2 separate regions of the Mus musculus genome follow, and region 2 is linked to region 1. A link is a contact called in public HiChIP or PLAC-seq data. All regions are on one chromosome and are shown on one strand. Each heading gives the region's core, a stretch centred on a gene start, on an enhancer-like site or on the middle of the called end of the contact. The rest is flanking DNA. Distances are from core to core; before and after follow the strand shown. Region 1 overlaps Scfd2 (Sec1 family domain containing 2). Region 2 has its middle 7.8 kb from the start of Gsx2.

The links. HiChIP or PLAC-seq counts read pairs in DNA pulled down with a chosen protein or histone mark.
Region 2: an H3K27ac HiChIP or PLAC-seq map of regulatory T cell precursor shows a contact between it and region 1, with 6 times the contacts expected there. The contact joins two enhancer-like sites. A contact is called at or near these places in 2 of 39 promoter capture datasets (liver and maxillary cranial neural crest), 4 of 115 datasets of contacts at active chromatin or transcription factors (embryonic forebrain, memory CD8 T cells, neural tube and 1 more) and 2 of 9 other capture datasets (embryonic stem cells and embryonic trunk).

Annotation. Positions count from the first base shown.
Region 1 is chr5:74,402,882-74,405,581 of GRCm38.p6, reverse strand. All of the region lies in intron 4 of Scfd2 (Sec1 family domain containing 2), which reads left to right. Among named protein-coding and RNA genes, the nearest start is that of Gm32064, 88 kb to the right of the region's middle. Within about 2 kb of position 1,406, at least 66 of the 459 cell types and tissues checked have an H3K27ac peak or open chromatin away from gene starts, as enhancers often do. A contact at or near this core is called in memory CD8 T cells and regulatory T cell precursor, where this site is marked.
Region 2 is chr5:75,066,401-75,069,100 of GRCm38.p6, reverse strand. No RefSeq gene overlaps it. Among named protein-coding and RNA genes, the nearest start is that of Gsx2, 7.8 kb to the left of the region's middle. Within about 2 kb of position 1,325, at least 105 of the 459 cell types and tissues checked have an H3K27ac peak or open chromatin away from gene starts, as enhancers often do. A contact at or near this core is called in memory CD8 T cells and regulatory T cell precursor, where this site is marked.

The sequences.
Region 1 (2,700 bases), core at 157-2,656:
TACTGGCAGTTAGGGTTAGGGTTAGGGTTAAATTCCAGCATGAGTTTTCAAGAGGACAAACAGTTAAAATTTCACACCCTATCACAAGCAACTGTTCTTTCTCAGCGAGAGCTCCATGCTCTAATGTGGAGCTTCTCATTTTCTACCTTACAGACTGCTTGCGTTAATGCCCTCTTGTCTCTGTAGCAAAGGACCTCAAACTTCGAAACACACATGTAACACTTTATCATTCTGTAGAACTTACTGAATTAGCATTAAGTGTTATGTGGGATGTCTTCTTCTCCAGAGACGTGAGAAGGATTTGTTTCCTTGTTCTTTCTGTTTCCAGGGCCTCTGTATTCATTGGCTTGTGCTTTCTCTCATCAGTCTTCAGGGACAGGACTGTTGCCTCTCTTTGTTACCTCATCAATGGGCATAGCTGGGAAAAGTGCCCACCTGTAAGAAAGCCTGGGATTAGGTTGGTCCTGCTCACATAACCCAGGATCATTGCCTCATCTCAACAGCTGCAGCGTTAGCGCTTGACCTTACACTGCCCCCCATGGGCTCGTGTTGTTCACGAGACCTCAGCTTATAGTGGTATTTTTTTTCCATTTTTTATTAGGTATTTAGCTCATTTACATTTCCAATGCTATACCAAAAGTCCCCCATACCCACCCACCCCCACTCCCCTACCCGCCCACTCCCCCTTTTTGGCCCTGGCGTTCCCCTGTTCTGGGGCATATAAAGTTTGCGTGTCCAATGGGCCTCTCTTTCCAGTGATGGCCGACTAGGCCATCTTTTGATACATATGCAGCTAGAGTCAAGAGCTCCGGGGTACTGGTTAGTTCATAATGTTGTTCCGCCTTATAGTGGTATTTTTAAGAAAGTAAACCTTTAACGACAGTGAGTGGGTTTTCAACCTGTGGGGTTATGACCCCTCTGGAGTTCAAATATCAGATATCCCACATATCATGTTTACCTTATGGTTTATAATAGTAGCAAAATTATAGTTATGAAGTAGCAACAGAAATAATTTTATGGTGGGGGGTATCTCTACAACATGACAAACTGTATTAACAGATCACACAATGTTGAGAGCCATTGCTCTCAGAGCTAGAGCCTGGTTTGCAGAAGTCACTAGGTGTGGACCCCTGAAGGTAATAGCTACCATGGGTTCTCACTGGCCTTTGTGGCTTCCTGTCTGCTGAGTGTGACTAGCCTGTAACACAAGTTTCCACTGTCACAGGGTGGTCTGTTTCTGCTGACACGCCTTCTCCAGTGTGATAAACAGAGATCCTTTAAAACCACAAGCTAAAAGGGATGTTGACAACCTTGGGTTGCTTTTGTCGAGACGACACACAGAGTGGTTAGTGTGGAGAACTGGAGCCAGGAGAGCAGGTGCTGCTGGGATAAACTTGATCACGTGGGTCTATCGGGCCTTTGACCTGGCTTTTGGGGCCAGGAGGGAGGAGTTTGGAGGCATGGGAGTTACAGGAGCTTTCCAGAGTGCTATAACATTTTTATTTTCCTTTTGTTAAGGGGTGTGTGTGTGTGTGTGTGTGTGTGTGTGTGTGTGTGTGTTTGTGTGTGTGTGTGTGCCTGAGCAGGCCATAAGATGATACTGCATTCACTAAAACTGGAGTTACAGGTGGTTGTGAGCCATCTGATATGGGAGCTGGAAACCAAACTCGGATTTTCTGGAAGAACAGCACGTGCTCTTAAATCACAGAATAGTCTCTCCAGCCCGGGGGGGGGGGGGGGGAGCTTTTCTTAAGGGCTATTCTGAAGGGTGCCTGGAAGACCAGACTACCAATAAAAATGCAGAGCATAAGGAGGACTCATGAGGTTTCAGATAGAAGTAAAGACCCTGTTAAGAACTGGGCTTGAAGCTCTGTGACCTTCTGGCAAATCTGCCTATATTTTTCCCATGTCTTGAACATTTGAATAAAACCACATTGAAAAATAATGGACTAATCTATTTGGCAGATATAATTCTCAAAATATAATGTTCATGCTGTGGCATGGTTAATGTTTCCTACTTTTTGCCTGGCTTAACGCAAGAGTCCAGAGCAAAATCAGAACAGAGAACTTTGAAAGGCATGGACCGGGCAAGCAGTGGAACGTAGAGACAATTATAGTTGTGTTCAGGGTGGGCACAGGTGACGATGCAGCTGTACTTGTGAGGTGACTAGGAGGCCTTAGTCCATGGCAGTAAAGCACACACTTTGCACTGGGGAGTAAGAACTGTTTCTTAAAGGCAAGCCCTCACAGGTTGAAAGCCCAGGCTGCTGAGTGCCTGAGCATCTAGACCTGGGAAACTGTTTCTCTGGGAAGCCCTTGTCCCTTGGCAACCAGGCAGAAAAGCTCATGGTTTGACTCTGAAAGGCCCCATCGGACTTGTGCTTCAGACCGAAATCTTCAGCTTATGAGACTATTCTCATAGTGGAGGTATGGGGAGGCGAGGCCTCCTTAGCAGACATGGCTCACTAGGAACGAGTTTTCCTGGCCTGAGTTCCTCCTTTCTGTCTGCCACGATATGAACAGCCTTTGCCTCAGGCTGCTGCCAGGGATTGAGCTGCTCCTAATGTCTAGCTTTCTCAAACACTGAAATCTTTCTGCAACTGTAAGCTGAGATAAACTGTCCTCTTTTGTGCTGTTTCTAGAAGGTGTGTGATCGCAGAGATGAAAGTACGTCACAGTCTTCATCACATCTGGAAAGCC
Region 2 (2,700 bases), core at 76-2,575, 660 kb before region 1:
GTATGTGAAGTAAGAAAAATAAAAGCCATCATCCTTGACAGTTTGTGAGGAATTAAGGACTGCTGGCCCATTGTGCCTAAAGTCTGATTATGATTATTGTTGTTGTTGCTCAGCACCTCAGCTGTCCTCAGAGCAGATGCCATCAGAGGCTCTGGGTGTGGCTTCAGCTCAGGGCTAAGTTCTCCCAGACCTGTCCTCCTTAGGCTTCAAGGCTTTTGCACCCACTCTGGAGAGCCCCTCTCCTTGGCTCCTTCAACCTTCCATTTCTGGGCAGCAGCCTCATGGACCTGAGATGTGCCAGGGATACCGCACCACATCCCACTCCCTACCTAGTCCAAAGTCCCATTCCTGCCTTCCCTACTTGGGGCTGTATCCTAAACTTTGAAACTTTCCCCCAAGTAAACAGCTGTATGCTCACCCACGTATGAAGGAGGGCTCCATTTGAGGGTATAATGGTCCTCACAAGACCACCCTCTTCAAGAGCCTTGTGTGTCAGGGAGACAAAGTAGCCTTGCCCACATAACACAGTTAATCCCAGCAGCCCTCCTAGAAAAAGTGACATCACCTCAGCTGTTTGTGGGGCAGAGCCCCTGCCTATGCAAGGTCAATGGCTTAATCTAGGTCTGACAGGTAGAGATGCCAAGGCCAGGACTCAGATCTCATCTCTCTAAGGTGGGGTTCTAGACAAGTCTGCCAGCAAATATGTATGGGCGACCGTTGTGTGCCTGGCAGTAGGCTAACACTTCACACGGTGTTTCTCTCCCACAATGATGCTGTGGGGAAGGTACATTTATTATGTCCTCTTTTTTGTTATGGTCCAACCCTTGCTTCATGTGGCTTTCCAACATACTAAAGTTCCAAGGCTCGGTCAAATGGTTCATGTGACAAAAAAAGAGCAGACTGGAACTAAGAGGAGGGTAGGGGTCGGGAGCCTTATTTTATGCACCCGTGTCCAGAACACAGGAAGCTCTGAATGAAATCAAAACCTCATTATTTTATTTCAAAAGCTCACTACAATCAGTCTGAATTTCTGTAGGTTTAACTTCTGGTTGGGTATCTTTCCCAGATGACTTCAAATTGCACCTAAGCAGAAACTGGGTCTGTTGTGTTAACTCTTAGTGTTTGTCAGACAGGCAGTCCATAGTCCGCCTAGATGAGAAGTCATACCTGCTCTGAAAGTCTGGCTCCTCATTTCACAGGCAGAGAAACCGAGGCTGCGAAACACCAGAAAATAGCAGAGCCAGAATATTTGACCATGGTTTCTTCTTCCCTCTTCTGAGGGAGGATCTCACACAGCAGCCAAGAATGGCCTCAACTTGCATCTTCCGGCCTCAGCTTCCCAAGTGCTGCACTTTCAAGCTAAGTCCCTCTTCTCTTTTCATGCAATTCATAGCTCTCAGTGGACGGTGTCCTCAGATCAAAATGGACAGAACCTGGCCACCCAGGTTGTGCAGCTGAACCGATCCCAAGTTCATGCATTTGCCCCGTCCGGGTGCAGAGATTCATACAGTAGCCCCAGCGTCAGGGTATCCTGCGGGTCACCCTGCTCTCCGAGCGCTCGGCTGCGCCCTCCCGGGTCTCCCCCTCTTCCTTGTCAAGCTCGCGGGATAAAAACAAATGAATCCACACGGTTGCACCGACCCATAGCCTCCCAAACAAGGCACCATCAATCCCTAACCCACCTGAGCAGCTGCCCTTCAGGGCAGAGCCACCACAGGTGCGCATGCTCCCCCTCCTCCCCTGAGCCCGTGCGCATGCGTGGGTGTGGGGCGGGAGAACTTGAGCTTGTAGGCAAGCGCCTGAGTATGTGGCGTGTGTGCTGGGGGAGGAAGGGTAGGCGGGAGTACATGGACTTGAGAATCAGTGTGAAGGTGAGACATAGTGTGTGCGAGGGGAGTGTGCGTGTCCGCACTGTGTGGAGTGCGTGGGGACCCATGGATGCGCTTTGTGCAATGCGAATTTGTGAGCACGCCAGTGCGGGTTCGAGGCAGACACTGTGTGCGCGCGCGGGGTGCTGGGGGGGGGGGGGGAAGAGACGGACGTGTGAGCTGAGGGCATGGCTAGGCCATCTAAAGGGAGTTCCCCTCCAGTCAGAGCCAGGGTGCACCGCCTTGGGCTCACCTCTTTCACTGCCTCAAAGTTTGCTCTTTGCCTGGCGGATCATCTTTCCATTCATTTACATGACCTGCTTTGATGGTGTGCCAACAGATGCCAGACTGTGTTAGGCGCTGGCGGTGGGTGGGGGTGGAGGGGACAGACCAAAATTAAATAGCTTTACATCTCATGCATCATCTGCATACACTGGAAATTTGGGGTTTCCTGTTTCTGTGTGACTGCTTTGCAAAATGTCAGTGAACCACAGAGAAGTTGCCCTCTTGCCTGTAAATCAAGGAGCATGAAGTAGCTAATGAGACCAGAGACTCTACACAGAAAGGCCCTCCATAACAAGGCCTTGTCAGTCTCTCTGACCATTCCAACTGTAGGCCTCCTGGCTCCTCAGCTTTGCTTCCCGCATGGCCGTCTCTGTCTCCTCTTCCTTTCCTCAACTTGAGGTCTTGCCTCAGACATCATTTTCCCACGTGTTTTTTTTTTTTTTTTTTTTTTTTTTAGATCAAAATCCTTACTCTATACTCTGTATAGTCTTACCATATCAGATAGTCTTCTTCTCTTAAGACAGTTATCTCTTTCTTCCATACTGTG